Linked DNA regions of Mus musculus: region 1 is linked to region 2. Evidence: chromatin contacts called from public promoter capture Hi-C data. All regions are on one chromosome and are shown on one strand. Each heading gives the region's core, a stretch centred on a gene start, on an enhancer-like site or on the middle of the called end of the contact. The rest is flanking DNA. Distances are from core to core; before and after follow the strand shown. Region 1 holds the start of Bcl2l10 (Bcl2-like 10). Region 2 holds the start of Rsl24d1 (ribosomal L24 domain containing 1).

Region 1 (3,815 bases), core at 357-2,856, 2.2 Mb before region 2:
ATTTGGGTTTTGTATAGCAGGTTTTAATGGTTAAGTTATATTTACCCCATAATGTATCCATTTTGATTCAACCACAATGAAGAGGGAGGTAAAGAAACCTGAGGAGGCTAAGCTCAGCCTCCAAGGGGCCTGTTGTGGACTAACCTAAGATAGAAGGGTTCCCTTCCCTTTCCTCCCCTTTCCTCCCCTTTCCTCCCCTTTCCTCCCCTTTCCTTTCTTTTTCTCTCCTCTTTTCTGGTGATGCTGGGGATCGAACCCAGGGCTTCACAGATGCTAACAGTCTACCATCAAGCTTTTTATCCTCATCCTGTGTGTTTTCCTTGATCAATAGCTCCATGCAGCTGGAGGGAGGCTAAGGACTGCCTCGTTAGCCTACACCACCGAGATTAAGGACCAACCGAAAGCCATGAGCCTGGAGGTTGCCCAGCAGGGAAAAGTACAGTGGCCTAAAAGATCCCAGTCAGGCTCCTCACTTGGTGGCCCCACACATTTCACAATCCCTAAGGCCTTACTCTAATAAGGGTAAGTCTGGGCATGGTTACTGCTCCCTTTATACCACTTGGGCCTATTAGACTTAATCAACCCTCCCTGACAGTCCTGGGCTAAGAGTTAGGGTAAGCCAAGTGTGCCTGACTGCCCCTGAATGAAGTTTTATAAAAGCTATTGAGTAAGAGCAGCCTATAAAGAAATCCCTGAAAAAAAAAAAAAAAAAAAAAAAAAAAAAAAGAAATCCCTGGGCTGGAGATGTGGCTCACTTAGTTCTTGCCCAGTATGCTCAAAGCCCTGGCTTCCCCTTCTAGCACCACAAAAACCCACCATAATGACATAGCCTGTAATCCTGGTGCTCATGGGATAGAAGCAGGAGGACCATAGTGGCAGGGTAGTATCTGGTGAGGTTTGAGGCCAGCCTAGGCTGGCTACATAAGACCCTGCGGTAAAGGCACTCAACACATCCTCCTGTGCCCCGTCTCCCAAGCCATCTCCGTCACCCTCCTCCAGTGGTCTCACCCAGCCGCCGAGAGCCTCCAGCCTGGCGCGGTGCCGACGCCCCATGAGCAGATTATACAGAAAGTTCACTATGAGACAGCAGTCTCGGGTCACTATGACACGATTCCCCAGATCCCTCTTCTGCTTGACAGCCATGTAAGGGCCTTGATTCATAAGCGTCCCCGCGAAGGCCAGGAGCATCACCAGTTGGCTCCAGCTGAAGTCTTGGTCTTTGGAGAGCAACTTATCTGCCATCTGTTTCACCAGCTCCAGGCGATTGCCCCGGCTTTCGCAGAAGGAGGAAAAAAATTCTTGGTGCTCCTGCTGGATCTGCCTAGTCACAGAGCGAAGCAAGGCCGCCTCGACAGACGTGGGCGGTGGCTCTGGGGTGTCCGGCTCCCGTGCGCAGAAGAATATGTAGTCAGACAGCAGCCGTCTAGTGCGTTCATGCAGTGGGTCCTGCGAGTCGGCCATCCTTTGGCTCCTGCACCCGGTCCAACCTCAGTAGGCTTTCTAGGCTCAGCTACTTCCCACTCTGACCCACCTGGACATTTGGGAATATCACTTGCACCTGGTACAAGGAGAGCGTCATGGGGTGGGGCAAGCAGGAGCAGCGGGAGACCCTCGGATTATTGTTGAGGTTTAAATAGATGGGGGCTGGAACTTTCTAGGGAGTGAATAGGTCATTCTCCTGCCTCAGCCTCCGGAGTTGCTGGGATTACAGACTTGAGTCATCAGGCCCAGCTGGTAGCGATTGCAATTGGCCTACTTGTTTGGGAATTAAGGATATACCCATCATTTTGCAAGTGGTTGTCCCAGGCTGGAGGAGGCAAGGTGGCCCCAACCCCTGACTCTTGCCTATTTCTGACCTACCAGCAATGCCTCCTAGAGCCTGTCTGTTCTCCATTGATACATTTCTAGTACAGTGGTTCTCAACTTTCCCAATGCGGCTATCTTCAGGTTGTGGTGACCCCAACTATAAAATGATAGTTGCTACTTCAAAACTGTAATTTTGCTACTGTTATGAAGCATAATGTAATATCTAATATGTAATATGTAGGATATCTAATATATGGCTCCCACAGGGGTTGAGACCCATAGGTTGAGAACCACTGCTCTACTGAGCAGGCCTGCTGGGCTCTAGCCTTTGTGGGCCCTCTCGGGGCTCCTTTTTGGCATTCTGTGATGCTGATGTTACCCCAAGTTTCCTCAGAGGCCTTCTCCCAGAGGCCAACTCTGCCCAGTTGTCCTGGTCCCTTCTTTAAGCCCACACTCTCTAGAGTTCTGCTTTAATCCAGGAGAGTCTTCCTGGGGGCCTGAGGGGCAGCAAAGAGAGCTCTTTAGAGTGTGGAAGTATAATCCAGAACCCTTCTGAGTCCCTGAGACGCTTTCAGGGCTCCTGAGGGATATTTACATAATATTAATGACATGACAAAAATATATGTGGCTTTTTGTCACTCTGAGTTCCGCAGAGACTGCTGAAGTGGGGACAGTGCCATTCTGCTGACTGGAAGAATGTTGTTCTGTATTCTGAGGGTCTCTGTAAGGAGCATGGGGCTGGGGCTACAAAGCCAGCACTAAGCAAAGAGCCAGGCAGAGTAGGATAAGACAAGACAGACAATCTAGAGACACACATACCCCCTTCTTTTCAGGGTCAACAAATCTTTGGCTGGTCAGACACCCAAGGCCATCCACAATGCCAGTTTTTTTAGCAGTGTCTGAGGTGTCCTTTGGTTCCCAGTACACTTAAACAAAACAGAATTAAGCATTCTTTTAAAAGATGAGGTCTTGGAGCTGGGGCTATATTTCAGTTGGTAGAGCGTGAATCCTGAGGGAAGGCCTGGATCTGATCTCTAGCAGCACCTACAGTCTTAGTGCATCTAGTGTGCAGGGCACGCTGGCCGATCAACATCTGAGAGGCCAAGGCAGAGGGATAGAAAGTTCCCAAGCATACTTGACAATGTAGAAGGTTTGAGGCAGCCATGATACCTTGTTTCATTATAAACATAACAAGAGGCAGGGAGGGAGACTGCTCAGTGGGTAAGGATGCTTGCTACCAACTGGGCCTGACAACCTGAGTTCCATCTGACTTCCTGACTTCCACTGTTTATACTCTGACCTCCACGTGGGCTCTGTGGCCTGTGTATTCACGACCACACACAGAGAATTAAAAAAAAAAAATCAAATAGATGAATAAATAAATAAATACCAGAGCAAAACAAAAACATTGAGAAGATGAGGCCTCACTATGTGGCTGAGGCTGAACTTGATCTCTTGGCTTCAAGCTATCCTTTGGCCTCTGCTTCTCTGTACCTGAACTTAAAAGTATGTGCCACCATTTCTATTAACATGGCATCTCATTACACGAAGAGTTTCTAAAAGAACAAACCTCTACACCTTTAAAAGAACAAAAGGAAGAAAAAGCAGGGACCTTGTAATACACAGGAGCCAGTCGCATCTAGAAGGAATTTATGATTCAAATAAAGACAAGATACCCCTTGGATAACAAAGACATTATTATTATTCATGGCCTGCCCACCAGTCTGTGTCAGTACAACTGCTGTGCAGGACATTCGAATATAATTTATAGGGACAACACACAGTTTATCTTAGGCATTTCTGATAACACTACTAGCAGGCTTTTAAATCAGTTTAGTGGCCTGTCTTCCCATGCCAGAAGGTTCTGTTTGCTCTCTGCAGTATTTGTGCTAGGAATGGCAACCTGTTTTGCCCTCAAGTGTCGGGGATGCTCAGCCTAGACTGCCATCGATCACAAGTGAATTATACAGTTTTTTTTTTCTGTTTTCTGCATGTGTCCGTTTCATTTC
Region 2 (4,089 bases), core at 968-3,467:
TACATGGCCAGCAGCTGTGTTCACTAGACAGCCCTGGGATTAGGAACCTGGGTCTGGCTTATAGGTTATACCTCTAAGTGACAGGAAGGAGGCAGGTCACAGGTTTTGGGGGAAGGGACAGCCACAGAGGGGCACAACTTAAAACTTCTACCTCCAGCAAAGAACACCTGCGGCTTCTGTCACCTCCCTCTTCAGACACCAAGTACCCTTACCTCAGCCCTTGGCTTGCCCTAATACCAACACTTCTAGCTTTTGTTCTCCGACAGAGTCCTACCAAGGACACGCAGAAACCAGTACGTGTCTGTTACAAACCACACCTGAGCCCCAGTGCTACTCAGGGGCTCTTCAGCTCATCTCCCAACCTCCACCCAGCCCTGAAAGTCCAAGTTCCCACTTCATCCAACCCATTTACATGATTTTTCTTCTTCTTTGCCAAAGCCAAAAACAGTTTTGGGGAGAAGAGAGAGACACAGACAGGGACAGAGAAAGAGAGACAGAGAAGAAACAAAAGAAAAGAAAAAAGAACAAAAAATAAACAAACCAACTTTTACATACTAGGGTAGCAGTTTTTCACTTTTTAGAAGTCTACAGAACAATGGACTTTAGGATCGTGTGAGTATGAGAAATAAAGAAGCAGGCACACTGCGGGGCCCATGCTCAGGCCAGGCCACCACCCGCACTCACCACCGTGAGCTCCTTGCCAGCTGCTTTCCGGAAGGCTTTAGTCCACCTGACCTTGCGTGGGTTTCTCTTCTTCTTAAAGTTTTTATGACACTTGGATTTGCAGAATCGGAACACCTACAGGACACTCAAGTTAAAATACCGAGGAGCTGAAGAGTCAACAATAAAAATGTTTCTACATGCCCCCCCCGGCCCCCCCCAGCCAACCAAAAAGAAAAAGCAAACAAACAAAAAACTACTGTAAAGCAAAAAAAAAAAAGACACTCACATAAGAACTAAGGACAACACCTAGAATCACATGCGACATCAGAACAGAAGGACACTCAAGTGTTTGATGGGTGTCCGACATCATCTCTACCAGGCTAAGCACCCGGAAACCATCACTAATCACTTTAGAGAATAATACCTTACACTGGCCTTAAGTGAAGGAATAGTCTAAGAAAAAGCTCCTTAAAGACCTTCTCAGCCGGGCGTGGTGGCGCACGCCTTTAATCCCCAGCACTTGGGAGGCAGAGGCAGGCGGATTTCTGAGTTCGAGGCCAGCCTGGTCTACAAAGTGAGTCCCAGGACAGCCAGGGCTATGCAGAGAAACCCTGTCTCGGAAAAAAAAAACAAAAAAAAACAAAAAAACAAAACAAACAAACAAACAAAAAACAACAACAACAACAAAACGCTATCTGGAGCCTGGCAGTGGTGGCGCACGCCTTTAATCCCAGCTCTTGGGAGAGACAAGAGGCAGGCGGATTTCTGAGCCTGGTCTACAGAGTGAGTTCCAGGACAGCCAGAGCTATACAGAAAAACCAAACCCTGTCTCGAAAAACCAAAAATAATTAATAATGCAATTTCTGTGTGTCACTGGAAGCAACATAAAAAGTAAGCCTTTGAGGTTACTGGGCGCTAGCAAAGAAAGCTGAGTATGGTAACTAAAATGTGTGACCCGCTCAGAAACAGAAACCTAAACTAAGAAAGCCTGTGCATGCGGCACAAATCATAATGCTTTTGCTTACATACTTCATTCCGTGAGAACCTTCAAGAAGTGGGATAGTGAAGGCTGCCGAAGTAGCCAGTTAATCCCCCCCAAAGAACCCCCATGCTGTCTTTCTCCTAGCTCATCTCCAGCAACAATGCAAAAGTCTATAAGGCTCAGGCACCATGTCCATTAACCGCTACAGACAACCCCACCTCCCACTGTACGAGAGCATGAGCCTCCTTAAGCATTAATTCGACCGACTTCCTGACCCTGCGGCAAGCCGGGTGGCCTGCGGATGAGATGAGCGTCTGACAGCAACGAGGAGACCTCGCCGGCAGTGAACCGACGCCGGGTCCAGCCCAGGCCACTCCACGGCGTTCAGAACCCGGCGCGAGCAGAGCGCGCTCCAGTCCCCGAGCCGTCCGGAGCGTGCGGGCCACGGCCGCCTCACCTTGCAATCGTTGCGGACGAACATCATGCCGTGCCCCGGGTAGATCGGCCCGGAGCAGAAATAACACTTTTCGATCCTCATGTTGACCCCGCGTGGGACCCACCTTCGGGACGCGGAGCTGGAGAGGAAGTGGTACGTCACTTCCTAGTCGCCGGAAGCGAGTCCCTGACCCGACCCGGAAATGGTATCTTAGAATATGAATGAGCTGAAGGTAAAGGCACCACCTGACCCGCGTGTGCGCAGCAGCAGCAGCAGCAGCAGCAGCAGCAGCAGCAGCAGCAGCAGCAGCAGCGTCCCGCGCAGACGCAGAGGCTATAGACTGCATCTGGGAGTTTGACTTTTTGGTTCTGTGAGATCTACCGTACGGGCGCTTTGGAATTTTTCCCGGTATACTCATTCCATAGCGCTATTGCGGTGCTTGTGCTTTGCCACGGGCACGCTCCCCCACACCGGATTGTACCAAAGTCTGCTTTACTCCAGGCTTGTCTTCCCCAAAGGACTTGGCAGGAGTACACAACTAAAACCTTCCACCCGGGGCTGGTGAGATGGCTCAGTGGGTAAGAGCACCCAACTGCTCTTCTGAAGGTCTGAAGTTCAAATCCCAGCAACACATGGTGGCTCACAACCATCCCTAAAGAGATCTGACTCCCTCTTCTGGAGTGAATGAAGACAACTACAGTGTACTTACATATAATAAAACAAAATAAAATTAAAAAAAAAAAAAAAAACTTCCACCCTGGTCTTAGGAGAGCAACCTACTCAAAGTCAGGACAGCTTGGACGAGTTGGTTCTTTCCTCTCACCATGTGGGTCCAAGGGATGCTTAACTGATTTTGTATTTTGGCAGAGGGTCTCGTTTTGTGTAATCTGGAACTGGCTATGTAAACCAAGCTGGACTCGATCTAATAAGAGATCTCCCTACCTCTGCCTCCTTAGTACTGGGATTAAAGGGGTGTGCTACCAGGTGCTGGAGAGATGGCTCTAGGGTTAAGAGCACTGGTTGTTCTTCCAGAGGACCCAGATTTGATTCCCAGAACTCACATGACAGTTCACAACCATCTGTAACTCCAGTTCCAAGGGATCTGATGCCCTCTTCTGGCCTCCACAGGCACCGGGCATACATACACACAGTACACTGACATATATGTAACCAAACTTCCTACACATATAAAATAAATTTTAAAGGAGAGGGGCTGAAGTGATGAGCACTGCTCTTCCAGAGGACCTGGGTCCAGAGGACTTATAGGCAAAATACCAATGCACGTGAAAATAAAAATAAAATATTTTAAAGGGGAGGGGTGGGAGCTGGAGAGATGGCTCAGCGGTTAAGAGCACTGATTGCTCTTCCAAAGATCTGAGTTCAAGTCCCAGCAACCACATGGTGGCTCACAACCATCCCTAATGAGATCTGACACTCTCTTCTGGTGTGTCTGAAGACAGCTACAGTGTACTTACATATAATAATAATAAATAAATCTTTTTTTAAAAAAGGAGTGTACTACCATGCCTTGCTATTTTTTAAATCGTATTATTTTATGTGTTTTACTTGTTTAGTATGTGCACATTGTGTGTGCTGTGCCAGCCAATGTCAGAAGAGGGCATAGGATCCCGGGAACTGGAGATAGAGATAGGTGCGAGTCTCCATGTGGACCCTGGGACTGAACCCAAGTCCTCTGGAAGAGCAGCCAGTGCTCTTAGCCTCTGAGTCATCTCTCCAGTGCCTCGTTCTGTTTTTGAGGTCTCCGTCTCAATATACAGCACAGGGTTCCCTAGAAATCATGATCTGTGCTGATACTGTAGAGGTGTGCCACCATACTGGCTTGATATTTACCTGCTGATCGTATATTGAAATATTTAAAATATGGTCTGAGAGGCCAAACCTACTCCATCTTGGGACCAGCCTCCATCTTAAAGCAAGCCTGAGACTTGGCCTGCAGCTGAACCCAAGCTGCACCCAAGTACCAGGAAGGACCCCAGGGCTTGTCCTG

Evidence for each region. Promoter capture Hi-C pulls out the DNA fragments that hold promoters and counts their contacts.
Region 1: a promoter capture Hi-C map of embryonic stem cells shows a contact between it and region 2, with 6 times the contacts expected there. The contact joins the promoter of Bcl2l10 here to the promoter of Rsl24d1 in region 2. A contact is called at or near these places in 2 of 39 promoter capture datasets (embryonic stem cells and hippocampal neurons).

What each region holds. Positions count from the first base shown.
Region 1 is chr9:75,345,549-75,349,363 of GRCm38.p6, reverse strand. It overlaps Bcl2l10 (Bcl2-like 10), which reads right to left and starts at 1,606. Exons shown (of 2, transcript NM_013479.2): 1 at 1,009-1,606. The coding sequence starts at 1,461. It overlaps Gnb5 (guanine nucleotide binding protein (G protein), beta 5), which reads right to left. Exons shown (of 13, transcript NM_010313.2): 13 at 3,441-3,815.
Region 2 is chr9:73,111,597-73,115,685 of GRCm38.p6, reverse strand. It overlaps Rsl24d1 (ribosomal L24 domain containing 1), which reads right to left and starts at 2,217. Exons shown (of 6, transcript NM_198609.2): 1 at 2,103-2,217; 2 at 685-798. The coding sequence starts at 2,183.